2 separate regions of the Mus musculus genome follow, and region 2 is linked to region 1. Evidence: chromatin contacts called from public promoter capture Hi-C data. All regions are on one chromosome and are shown on one strand. The core of a region is the stretch at or near the end of the contact, and the rest is flanking DNA. Distances in the headings are between cores, read along the strand shown.

Evidence for each region. Promoter capture Hi-C pulls out the DNA fragments that hold promoters and counts their contacts.
Region 2: a contact with region 1 is called in a promoter capture Hi-C map of the HPC-7 cell line. The contact joins the promoter of Tmem9b here to the promoter of Taf10 in region 1. A contact is called at or near these places in 2 of 39 promoter capture datasets (the HPC-7 cell line and cranial neural crest).

What each region holds. Positions count from the first base shown.
Region 1 is chr7:105,740,801-105,746,547 of GRCm38.p6, forward strand. Taf10 (TATA-box binding protein associated factor 10) reads right to left here and starts at 3,538. Exons shown (of 5, transcript NM_020024.3): 1 at 3,287-3,538; 2 at 3,030-3,184; 3 at 2,628-2,692; 4 at 2,426-2,540; 5 at 2,094-2,263. The coding sequence starts at 3,518. The coding sequence ends at 2,174. It overlaps Tpp1 (tripeptidyl peptidase I), which reads right to left. Exons shown (of 13, transcript NM_009906.6): 13 at 4,011-5,747. Ilk (integrin linked kinase) reads left to right here. Exons shown (of 13, transcript NM_001161724.1): 5 at 1-67; 6 at 160-243; 7 at 348-433; 8 at 574-683; 9 at 780-907; 10 at 987-1,108; 11 at 1,197-1,296; 12 at 1,407-1,537; 13 at 1,713-2,125. The coding sequence ends at 1,862.
Region 2 is chr7:109,750,695-109,755,929 of GRCm38.p6, forward strand. It overlaps Tmem9b (TMEM9 domain family, member B), which reads right to left and starts at 1,569. Exons shown (of 5, transcript NM_020050.1): 1 at 1,377-1,569. The coding sequence starts at 1,484. It also overlaps the pseudogene 4930431P19Rik.

The DNA of each region.
Region 1 (5,747 bases), core at 2,288-4,787:
ATCTGTAACAAGTATGGAGAGATGCCTGTGGACAAAGCCAAGGCACCCCTTAGAGAGCTTCTCCGAGGTTCATTACCTACCCCTAGTTTGTCTCTTGCCCCACCTTGCATCTCCTCCCTCCACAGCACAATTAAGGCTAAGATCATTCTTCTTCTCTAGAACGGGCAGAGAAAATGGGCCAGAATCTCAACCGTATTCCATACAAGGACACATTCTGGAAGGGGACCACTCGCACAAGGCCCCGTGAGTCACTACTGTGGGCAGGGGAGGGGCTGCAGCACAAGATTCTTGGGCTACTGGGGTCATGTTAAGGTGAAGCTGGGTACATTACCTGCTCATATTTTCAGGAAATGGGACCCTGAACAAACACTCCGGTATTGACTTCAAACAGCTCAACTTTCTGGCAAAGCTCAATGAGAATCATTCTGGAGAGGTGATCCCCACCCTTTTTGTTTCTCCCTTCGTAACACCCACAAACTGCCCACTCTGTATCCCTAATTAAGGTTTTTCTTCAAGTTAGTAGAAAAGAAACAGTACAGCCTGAGATAATGCTTCCTATCCTCTGTCCTTCAGCTTTGGAAAGGCCGCTGGCAGGGCAATGATATTGTTGTGAAGGTGCTGAAGGTTCGAGACTGGAGTACAAGGAAAAGCAGGGACTTCAATGAGGAATGTCCCCGGCTCAGGTGGGACACTGAATTGGAAGCTGTTGTGTCCAAGGCACCCCAAGTAGTACTGAAAAGTGAGATTCTGTTGGGTCTCACCACTCTTTTCCTCCCCAGGATTTTCTCACACCCTAACGTGCTCCCAGTGCTAGGTGCTTGCCAGGCTCCCCCAGCCCCCCACCCAACCCTCATCACACACTGGATGCCATATGGATCTCTCTACAATGTTCTACATGAAGGCACCAGTAAGGATGTTGGTCTTGTTGGGGAGGGACTAGAATAGGGGAAGGAGACCCTAAATGAATGATTCTTGCTTCCTGTTAGATTTCGTTGTGGACCAGAGCCAAGCTGTAAAGTTTGCTTTGGACATGGCAAGAGGCATGGCTTTTCTTCACACACTAGAGCCTCTCATACCCCGGCATGCACTCAATAGCCGCAGTGTAATGGTGAGACCACAGTTCACTTCTGGTCCGAAAAGCCCTTTGCTGGCCTAGAATAGGACCCACCTTTTTTAACTTAACTTCTCTTCCTCAGATCGATGAAGATATGACTGCCCGAATCAGCATGGCTGATGTTAAGTTTTCTTTCCAGTGCCCTGGGCGCATGTATGCGCCTGCCTGGGTGGCCCCTGAAGGTAGGTAAAGGCATCGTATGGGAAATTGAAAAGAACCAGCTGAATAACAATAGATGAGGTACAGACTAGACAGGTTAGGAAGCTGGAATAGTAAGCCTTATTCCTTCTAGCCCTGCAGAAGAAGCCTGAAGACACAAACAGACGCTCAGCAGACATGTGGAGTTTCGCGGTGCTTCTGTGGGAACTGGTGACACGAGAGGTGCCCTTTGCTGACCTCTCTAATATGGAGATTGGGATGAAGGTGAGCACAGAACTACAGATACTTGTTTAGGGGTGGTGGTACTGACAAGCACTGTGGTAAGCGCTTCCAGCAGTTTATACAGATAAATAGTAATCTTACCATTCAAGGATCAAAGGCTTTTACCCATATGATGAACTCAAATTCTGAAGCTCACCTTATTCCTTGTAATTTGCAGGTGGCACTGGAAGGCCTTCGGCCTACCATCCCACCAGGTATTTCCCCCCATGTGTGTAAGCTCATGAAGATTTGCATGAATGAAGACCCTGCAAAGCGACCCAAGTTTGACATGATTGTGCCTATCTTGGAGAAGATGCAGGACAAGTAGGACCTTCAGGTCCTTGCCCAAACTCCAGAAGTGTCAAAACATGGCTGGGGGAGTACACTTCTCCAAAGTTAAAGACCTCTGGTTGCCTCCCCTGTCTCTAATCATGGTACTACCCCAGTTATGGGACTTGTTCCCTGCTCCCATCCCTACCACTGTAGCCCCAAAAGGGGCTGGGCTCAGAGCTTTGTCACTTGCCACATGATGTCTCCCAACATGGGAGGGATCAGCCCCGCCTGTCACAATAAAGTTTATTATGAAAACAGGCTCGTGTGGGGACAGAGGGAAAGACAAATACATCTGGGTTGCGTGGCTCAGGTGAAGTAGTGCGGCTTCTTCACATTGATGCCATACTCGCTGAGGGCAGGGGTCAAGTCCTCCATGGTTAGGGTGTACTTGCGATCCTGGGGGAAAGAGGGAAGACCACCAGCTGAGCACAAGTGCAGACTCCAATCCTTTGTGGGTGACCCTGAGCAGGCCCAATACCTCCCCTAGGATTCTGCTTCCCCAAAAGGCTTTCAGGATAAGTTAGGCCTGTACTGCAGTGGAAGGTGAGCCTCTCACACCTTGCTCTTGCTCCGGGAGCTGCCAGAGGCTGTGCCCTTCATTTTGCAGTGCTGTAGGGCATCATTGGCAATATCTGAGATGAATTTCTGGGCAGCTAGTGAGATGAGCCGAATTCTAGAGAGGAAGAGGGTGGTAGTAATGAGAATATTTAGCAAACTCCACCTAGCACTCAACAGTCTAACCTGCTCCGAGTTTACTCACATGCGTGGGTCTGAAGCTTCAAAGCCAGCGCGGTTCAGGTAGTAACCAGTCACTGCATCTGGGATCTGAAAAATCAAATTAAACAGCCATCAGTGTTAGATCTGCCTATTGATGCGCTGGCTGGGACGGAGGACTAAAGAGATAGCTTCATGCCAGGCAGTGGTGGCACACGCCTTTAATCCCAGCACCTGGGAGGCAGAGGCAGGCGGATTTCTGAGTTCAAAGCCAGCCTGGTCTACAAAGTGAGTTCCAGGACAGCCAGGGCTACACAGAGAAACCCTGTCGCGAAAAAACAAACAACAAAAGAGATGGCTTCATAGCAGAGAAAGCTTGAAAGAACGAAGGTGTGGTTCAAAGGCATTGACAGCGAGCCAGGTGGCCTTGTTCAGGTGGGAAGCGCACCGTAGGTGTGTAATCCTCCAACTGCATCAAGAAGTCCACTAGAGGTGTGCTGGACACTACGGGCTTCACTTCTCCGTTGGCCGCGCTCGGTAGGGCGTAAACCCCGTTAGACATTGCCCCCTCCGGGGGAGCCGCGCCGCCCGCTGCCACCGAAGCTGAAGGAGAATCAACAGCACAGGTGAGAGGCGCAGGGTTCCCCTGCCCCGGCACCTAGTCCGAGATGCCCTCCTCCCTCACCCGGCCCGGCCCTCCCTCACCTGGCCCGCGCCGCTCTGCCGGCTCCCCTGCCCGTGCCGCCACGGGGCCCGTGCCCGCAGTGGCGACTCCAGCCACGGGGCCCCCTGCTGTCCCCGCGGGGCTGGCCTTGCTCTCCGCGGCCGTGCTAGTGGGCAGCGCAGCGGGAGCCGACACCAGGGGTGCCGGACCCGCGACCGAGGCGGCACAGGCGGTCGCCGCCTCGGGGTCCGCGCCGGAGCCGCTGCAGCTCATGGGGCCGGTGGGAAAGGCGGCGAACAGAGCCGCTTCCGCTTCCGCTCGCCCAGGCGCACGCTGCGTGACGTTACAGTTCCCGCCCACCACTCTAAGCTGCCGCGGGCGACCTTAGGTTGGCTGTTAGTGGATGAGGTGTAGACTTCAAGGCGGAGGCGAGCTGTGTGAGATGTGGCTGCCACCCTGCGGTTCCACCCCGGCCCGGGTGGGGCCGCAGAGCATCCAGGACTGAATACTTTATCTGGGTTCGTTCAACGACCTGGCTTGGGGACTCATCTGCCAGACACTTCATTACCAGTCTCCTGACGGTCTTCATGCATTCTTTGTAGTTCCCTTTCATGGTCTTTTAAGGGTTGCAGTGGATTTGATGTGTGTCCCTCCCACCCACAACGGGCTTAGGAGAGTACCTCTGTAAATGTAGAGATGGGTGTTTTACCCTGAAGAAATAGCATGCCAAAGTCTTGTGTGAAACACATTTACAATACAACAGACTTTTTTTTTAAACAGTCATTTATTTAATTTCTATTTGGGCTGGGACCTAGGAATACAAAGTTAAGAATCAGATTCTAGTTCACTAGCACCGACTGTCTGGAAAAGGAAGGCAAACAAACTGACAATTTCAATACTGTATGATTGTTTCCCAGCTACATGTAGGTGCAGTGCAAAGAAGAAAGGGAAACTAACATTCATTGCTTAATTCCAAGTGTGAGACATTAGCAATGTTTATTTCCCGATTTTGAAGGCAAGTTTCAATGTCTCTGACTTTTACCCAGTAATCTTTGAAGGGTTTGCACAAATACATAGACTGCTTGGTTTGGAAGATGAGGGGCTTCGGAAGCCTTTCCTCTCCCCAAGTGCTTCCTGCAGTTTAGAAGAAAAAAGAACATGGGCTCAAAGATAATGCAGTATTTTGTGCATGTGTGTGTGTGCACATATGTGTATTTTTGAGACATGGTCTGACTATGTAGGCCTGGCTTGTCTGGAACTCTTTATATAGACCAGGATGGCCTCAAACTCAGAGACTTGCCTGGCCTCTGTCTCCTGAGTGCTGGGATTAAAGGTGTGCATCACCACACTAGCCGATAAAGATATACTTGAGAGGCAGTCAAGAAAACTTTTTGAAGTTAGTAAGGAGGTGAAAAAGATGAGAGTTAAGAGTTATAGGTTTCTGGCTTGTTTGAAAGAGGCATTATATCATAGATTAAGAGATGAAATAGTTTAGGTCTGGGCTGGAGGGAGATGAAGTAACGAGGTATCTCACATTTGAGGTATCACTCACTGTGGGTATAGATGTCAGTGATCTGTCAAGGGATGATAATAAAATGATAAGAGCAAGAAACTAAGAATGGAACAATGAACACAGCATCCCTGGAGTCAGCAGAAAAGGGGGCTGATTAGTGTGGTCAGAGGGGGGTCACTGAGGAAAAAGGATAAATGGGAAACTGATGGAAAGAACAAACACCCAGGTTCACAGAAGCTAGATGTTTGTAATGTCTGACAGTTGAAATTAAAACCTGAATGTTGCTTTGGTGTAGCTGAGAAGGGGAAAATAAAATGTAAATTTTAAAACACTTTACAAAAAAAAAAATCACTCAAGCAAAAATTTAAAGCAAAATTTGTAATGACCTATTTATTTTGTTGAGGAATTTTGCCAATGAGAACATTTCAAACATTTTAAGTTTTCAATTTTTAACTTTCCTTAGAATAGTTATATAGTTAAATAGATTGCAGCCAATGTGTTCTTTTTCTTTTTTTTTTTTAATGGTTTTTTGACAACCTGTTCTTAAATAAGAAAACCCATAAAACAAACACTGAAAAGGGTATAACTGGATAAAACATTGGGGAGACCATTGTACTTCAGTGCCGAGAGAAGAAAGACAAAACGATTAGTCAAAGGTCTCACTTCAGTGAACGGAAAAGCAAACCCGAAGAGAAATAGAGTGTACGGTCAGTGCAGAGGTGGTAAGCGTTGGGTGGACCTGCTAGTGTCAGTAATGGAAGACTGAACCTTCTTGCCCTGCTTTCACATCTCAAGCTGGAAAGAGGAAGGAGAGATGGGGTTGGGGTGAGACAAAATATGCTGGTTATAGCATCTTGTTGAGGATCTTGAAGTAGAAGTTTGGAGACCTGAGTTTGATGGCACACAGTAGGATTGAGAGTTGAGTCCTGTTCACAGCATCTGAGGGTTAGGGAGAAGCTATCTGCAGCAGGCAACAGGAGTTCAGCAGG
Region 2 (5,235 bases), core at 319-2,818, 4.0 Mb after region 1:
CCATTGTCCCCCAGGAAACTTGTCTGGCAATCCATGGTTGACAAGAAAAGCAACTCCTAGCAATACGAGTTTCAGGAGGCAAAGCAAGCAGGCATTAAATGCTGCATAAATCCAAGAGATGCTTTCTCAGCAAAGGGTTGTTTATTCGAGAAGGCTGTGGCTCATTAGTCCCCACTGAGACATATCCACCACTCCTAGGTACAATGAAATGTCTGGCAGAGCTGTTGACAGGTCCTAAATGTATCAGTAACCACTGTGCCAGAGCCTGTGCTCAATGAGGAGGACTCAGAGAAGCAAAAGACACAGCTCCTGTTTCCTGGGACAAATCCTATCAAGGGGAGACGGATGTTTATATCATGATACACTACATAAAATGGTAATGTTTGACATCCATACAGAGAGTCCATACTAGAAGTATTTCAAAAGTTGGGAAACTTTTTGCTGTCCCTATTTCTGATGACACCAGAAAGACTGAAAAAAAAAAAAAAACCAAATTGCTCAAAAACACCTGCCTACCTGTGACCTATCTTTCCCAGCCCTTTATAACATTTAAAAATATTATAAAACTTTTTAAAAATGCAGTGTCACTATTTCCCACTACACCGTGGAGTCTTTCTATTTTGCCCCAAAATTAGTTAGCCCACTGGGAGGAAAGCACATGTTTTCTTGGGCCAGAACAGCTCTGGGTCACCAGAAAATATATGGGGACCAAAAGGTTTAGAAACACAGTGAGGAATAGGACACAACTTCCTGTCACCTCTCTCCTAGGCTAGTAAATTATCAGAAGAGGGGTGTGTGTGTGTGTGTGTGTGTGTGTGTGTGTTTTCCTGGAGGGGATCTTGGTGAGAGTATCAGGCTAGTGGGGTGGCCCTACAGGTCCTTCTGGGAACGGGTAGTTGCCATGAGATTCGAGCCCCCACCATGGCAAGGGAATCTGCTTATCAATGAGTTGAGAGGAGCTAGTCCCTAGTAGGGAAGACTTCGGGGAGATGAGGGTGAGGGGAGCTAGTCCCTACTAGAGAAGATTTCAGGGAGATGAGGGTTTCCCACCGTTTGGATTGGGGGCTGAGAGCTGCCCAAGTTTAAGGGTGGAAAGTTCAAAGCTCCCAGGGCTGGAAAGTTCCGGGTGTGTCCCGTCGGGGCTGGGAAGGGAAATGTCAAGAGGCAGAGGGTTATAGACCCCGCTCTGGCACTGTTTGGGGCTAAGGCTTAGGATGCTCTAGAGAGGGCCAGCCCGGGCTGTGAAGCGGGGTCGGGGGGATTTGGCTGTCGGATTGGGAGACCGGAGAGTGGGGAGCAAGTGGTCAGCCCCAGTTTCTGCCAGGCCAGAGGCAGGGGCGGAGCTCCTGTCAGGAGCCGGGCGGGGCGGGACTCACCTTGGCGGCGCCTGTCAGCTGCGCGAGCAGCAGCACCGACAGCGCCAGGCAGGACATGCTGAGCCCCGAGCCCAGCCGCAGCAGGTTTCCGCACCATAGGCTCGCCATCGCGGGAGCCAGCCGCTCCTGCGAGCCCCGAGCCCCGCGCCCGGCTCGGGATCCGGCTCGGGATCCTCCGCCCGCACTTCCGCCTGGGCCTGCGCGTCACCGTCCGCGCCGGGTCAGCTGCGAGAAAGCCTCCGCCCCGGAAACGGTTCCGGGTGCACAAGGCCCGCCACGGTCGCGGCCCCGGGGGTGCACTAAAGGCTGGGGGTCTTCCCCGGCCAGAGCTGGCGAATCCTGCACCCCAAGGGAGCAGGCCATGCGGATCTAGTCCCGCAGGCCGGGTGAACCCCATCCCCGGGAACTGCGAAGGCCGAGAGGGTGCTGTTCAGGAGACCTGACCAGAAGAGCCCGAGCGTCCTTAGATCGGAAGCCCACCCGGCGATGGAGGCTCGAGGCTCCGCACCGGGGCTTCAGTACGAACCTGCGGTCCGTGCGCCTCCAGGACACAGACTCCTGCCCGGCTCCCAACAGTAACTGTGAGCTGTCCACGCGGGTGTGGCTTCCACTAGGGGCTGACAGCCTTGGTCCAGTCTAGGACTGGGAAGTGGGCCACGGCGGCGAATCTGGGCTGGCTCAAGTCAGGCTTTGCAAGATGCGGACGCCCCTGGAGCATCCCCCGCCCAGGACTCCTGGAGGTGGAGAATCCAGGAGCCAAGCTCCTGTGAGGCAGTGCCTATTTAAAACAGTTGACCTCTCAGTCAGTTCTGGGAGCGCAGACCCTACTCCATGGGGTGTCTTTTTCTGTAGATACTTCAGGAGCACCCTGGAGAGAACATAGAGCTGCTCATTAAAATATTTTTTCCACTTAGTAGAGACTCTGGGGGTAGAGAAAGGGATGCAGCGTGCTCATCACAGCCCTTAGGGATTTGCTGAATGTCATAAGGGAAAATCACTTCCTTTCAATAAAAGGGGATTAAGTTTTATGATTTTCAATTTTTACTTATAAGACACCCCCACCCCGCCCCTTCAAGTGGTCCTTTCCTGGTTGGTGGAAATGTCTTTCTTAATTTACAGGTAGAAATTTCGCAGCGTTTTTCTGCTATGTGATTCTTGTCGATACTAGACTAGAATCTAACACAAAGTGCTATTGCATTAAATGTATTTAGCCCTTTTTTAGTCCTAAATGGCAACTAGCCCAAAGGACTAGATGCTTTCGCACCAGTTCTTGTGACAATCCTGTCACAGTGGGAATAATTGTCCTTCTAAGGGGTGTCCTACTAATCGCAGGGCTGTCAGGATAAAATTTGTTGGTGAGGTATTGTAGATCATCCTGTCACAGTGGGGATAATTGTCCTTCTAAGGGGTGTCCTACTAATCGCAGGGCTGTCAGGATAAAATTTGTTGGTGAGGTATTTAGATCTGATTGCTAAAAGCTGACTTAGTAGCCAGTTTGGATCAGTTTAGAGCTGTATGTCTGACATGTCCTTCAGATAAAGCATAGGAACCCTCCTTCAAAATTCTTTTCAGAGCCAATGCTCGTTGGATGCCTTTGATCCCAGAGGCAGGCAGATCTCTGAGACAAGGCCAGTCTGGTCTACAAAGTGAGTTCCAGGACAGGCTACATGGAGAGACCCTGTGTCACAAAAAGGAGGAGAAAGAGAAAGAGGAGGAGAAGGAAAATGAGGAAGGAGGAAGAGGAGGAGGAGGAGGAAGAAAGAAAACGAAGAAGGAGAAACAAAGAAAAAGAATTCTTTTCAGAGATTTGATGGGGGGGGGGTACAGAGATAAAGGACTGCAGCAATGCCTCAGGCTGGTGGGTTATTTTCAGTTATTTTCTTCTCTTTGTCCATGCTGTCTCAAACTAGTGGGCTCAAGAGATTCCCCTCCCTCAGGCTCCCTAATAACTGACTACAGGTATGGGCCACCAAGTCAGGCCCACCTCATCTGTTTAATGAAGAAGACCACATAACACTCAGTATGGGCAGAGCTTTAGAGCTACATGTGGCAATCAAATATTTGATTGCGAGGAATCTAAATCGAGTGTTGTATGCTGTATTTCGAGGTCAATACAAGGTAAACAAAATCTTTTTATTTTAAAATACTGATTAAAGTTGGGGCTGCAGAGCTGACTCAGCAGTTGTGAGCCCTTGCTGCTCTCGCAGAAGATTGAAGTTTGGTTTGCACCATCCACGTGGCAGCTTACAACCTTCTGTAACTCTGGTTCCAGGGGATTGGGTCCGCTCTTCTGTTTCCCAGTGGCACTGACACATATGGTACACATGTGTACATTTTTCGAAACACTCATACACGCAAAATTAAAAATTGAAATAGTGGTTAAAATTTAAATATTTTGAATGTATTGGATCATGTCTCCATGTGTGTCCTTTCTCTCAGCTTGTCTGCCTGGGACCCCCTGAGCACGAACCCTAGTCCTCCCACACAGCCCCATTTTCACTAACAAGATGAAACAATCATGAACCAGGAAAAACTTGCCAATCTGCAGGCACATGTTTGCATTGTTGGGAAAGGCACCTCCCACAGAAAGAAGGTGGTTCATAGGACAGCCACAGCCGATGATAAAAACTGCAGTTCTCCTTAAAGAAGTTAGCAACTGATAATGAAGAGGTGAACATGTTTAAAAACCAAGAAACTGATCCATTTTAGCAACTCTAAAGTTCAGGCGTCTCTGGTAGCAAACACCTTCACCATTCCAGGCCGCACTGAGATAAAACAGCTGACAGAAATGTTTCCCAGCATCCTAAACCAGCTTGGTGCAGGCAGTCTGACTAGTCTGACTAGAGACTGGCTGAAGCCGCCCAAACAGTCTAGATGGAGAAGCACCATTTGCTACTTACTAACGAGATGATAGTTCCAGATCCCTGGGGAATTTTGATGACGCCTCTAAGAACGTGGCAAGCTGAATCAAGGTGACTTCTGAAGAAGTTGACACTTGCAGAAGTTACAGGCGCTGCTATTTTATACATGGCTGCGTTTAGAAATTCTTTTGTTTATGGATCTGATAAAAATCTAGATCTCTAGCCAGGGGCGGTAACACACAGTTTTAATCCTAGCAATTGGGAATGAGAGGCAGGTGGATCTCTGTGAATTTGAGCCAGCCCAGTCTACAGGATAGCCAGGGAAACGCTGTCTCAAAACACAGACCAAAAAAAAAAAAAAAAAAATCTAGAAGTCTAATATTTTTTAAGGCCCAGCCCCCTGCACACCGCAGCTCTTTTCAGTTTTTGTTTGTTTGCTTGTTTGTTTTGTTTATATACAATTAATTCCTTGTGACAAAATAAGCTTAAGACGCCTGGGAATAAAATTTGAAATGTGCTAGTAAAATTCTTTGCAAAGTAAAAAAACAACCAAACAAACAAAAAACTTTCTCAATGTGGCTATTAGAAATTTTTTGTTCTAGAATGCACAGTGAGCAGCCATTACTGACGTGTAACTGACCATAGACTGGAGATTCAGGTTAAGATAAAAGAACAGTGATGGGGAGAAACTTCGTGTGGTGGTTTGAGTAGGGATGGCCTTCCATAGACTCTAAATGTTTGGTCCACAGGGAGTAGCACTATTAGGAGGTGTGGCCTTCTTGGAGTAGGTGTGGCCTTGGAGGAAGTGTGTCACTAGGAGAGGGCTTTGAGATCTCATATGCTCAAACTATGTACAGTGTGGCTTGTAGTCTCCTGCTGCCTTTTGGGTCAGTTCCTCCAGCACCATGTCTGCCTGCACACTGCCATGCTTCCTGCCATGATGATAATGGACTGAACTTCTGAGCCTGTAAGCCAGCCCCAGTTAAATGTTGTCCTCT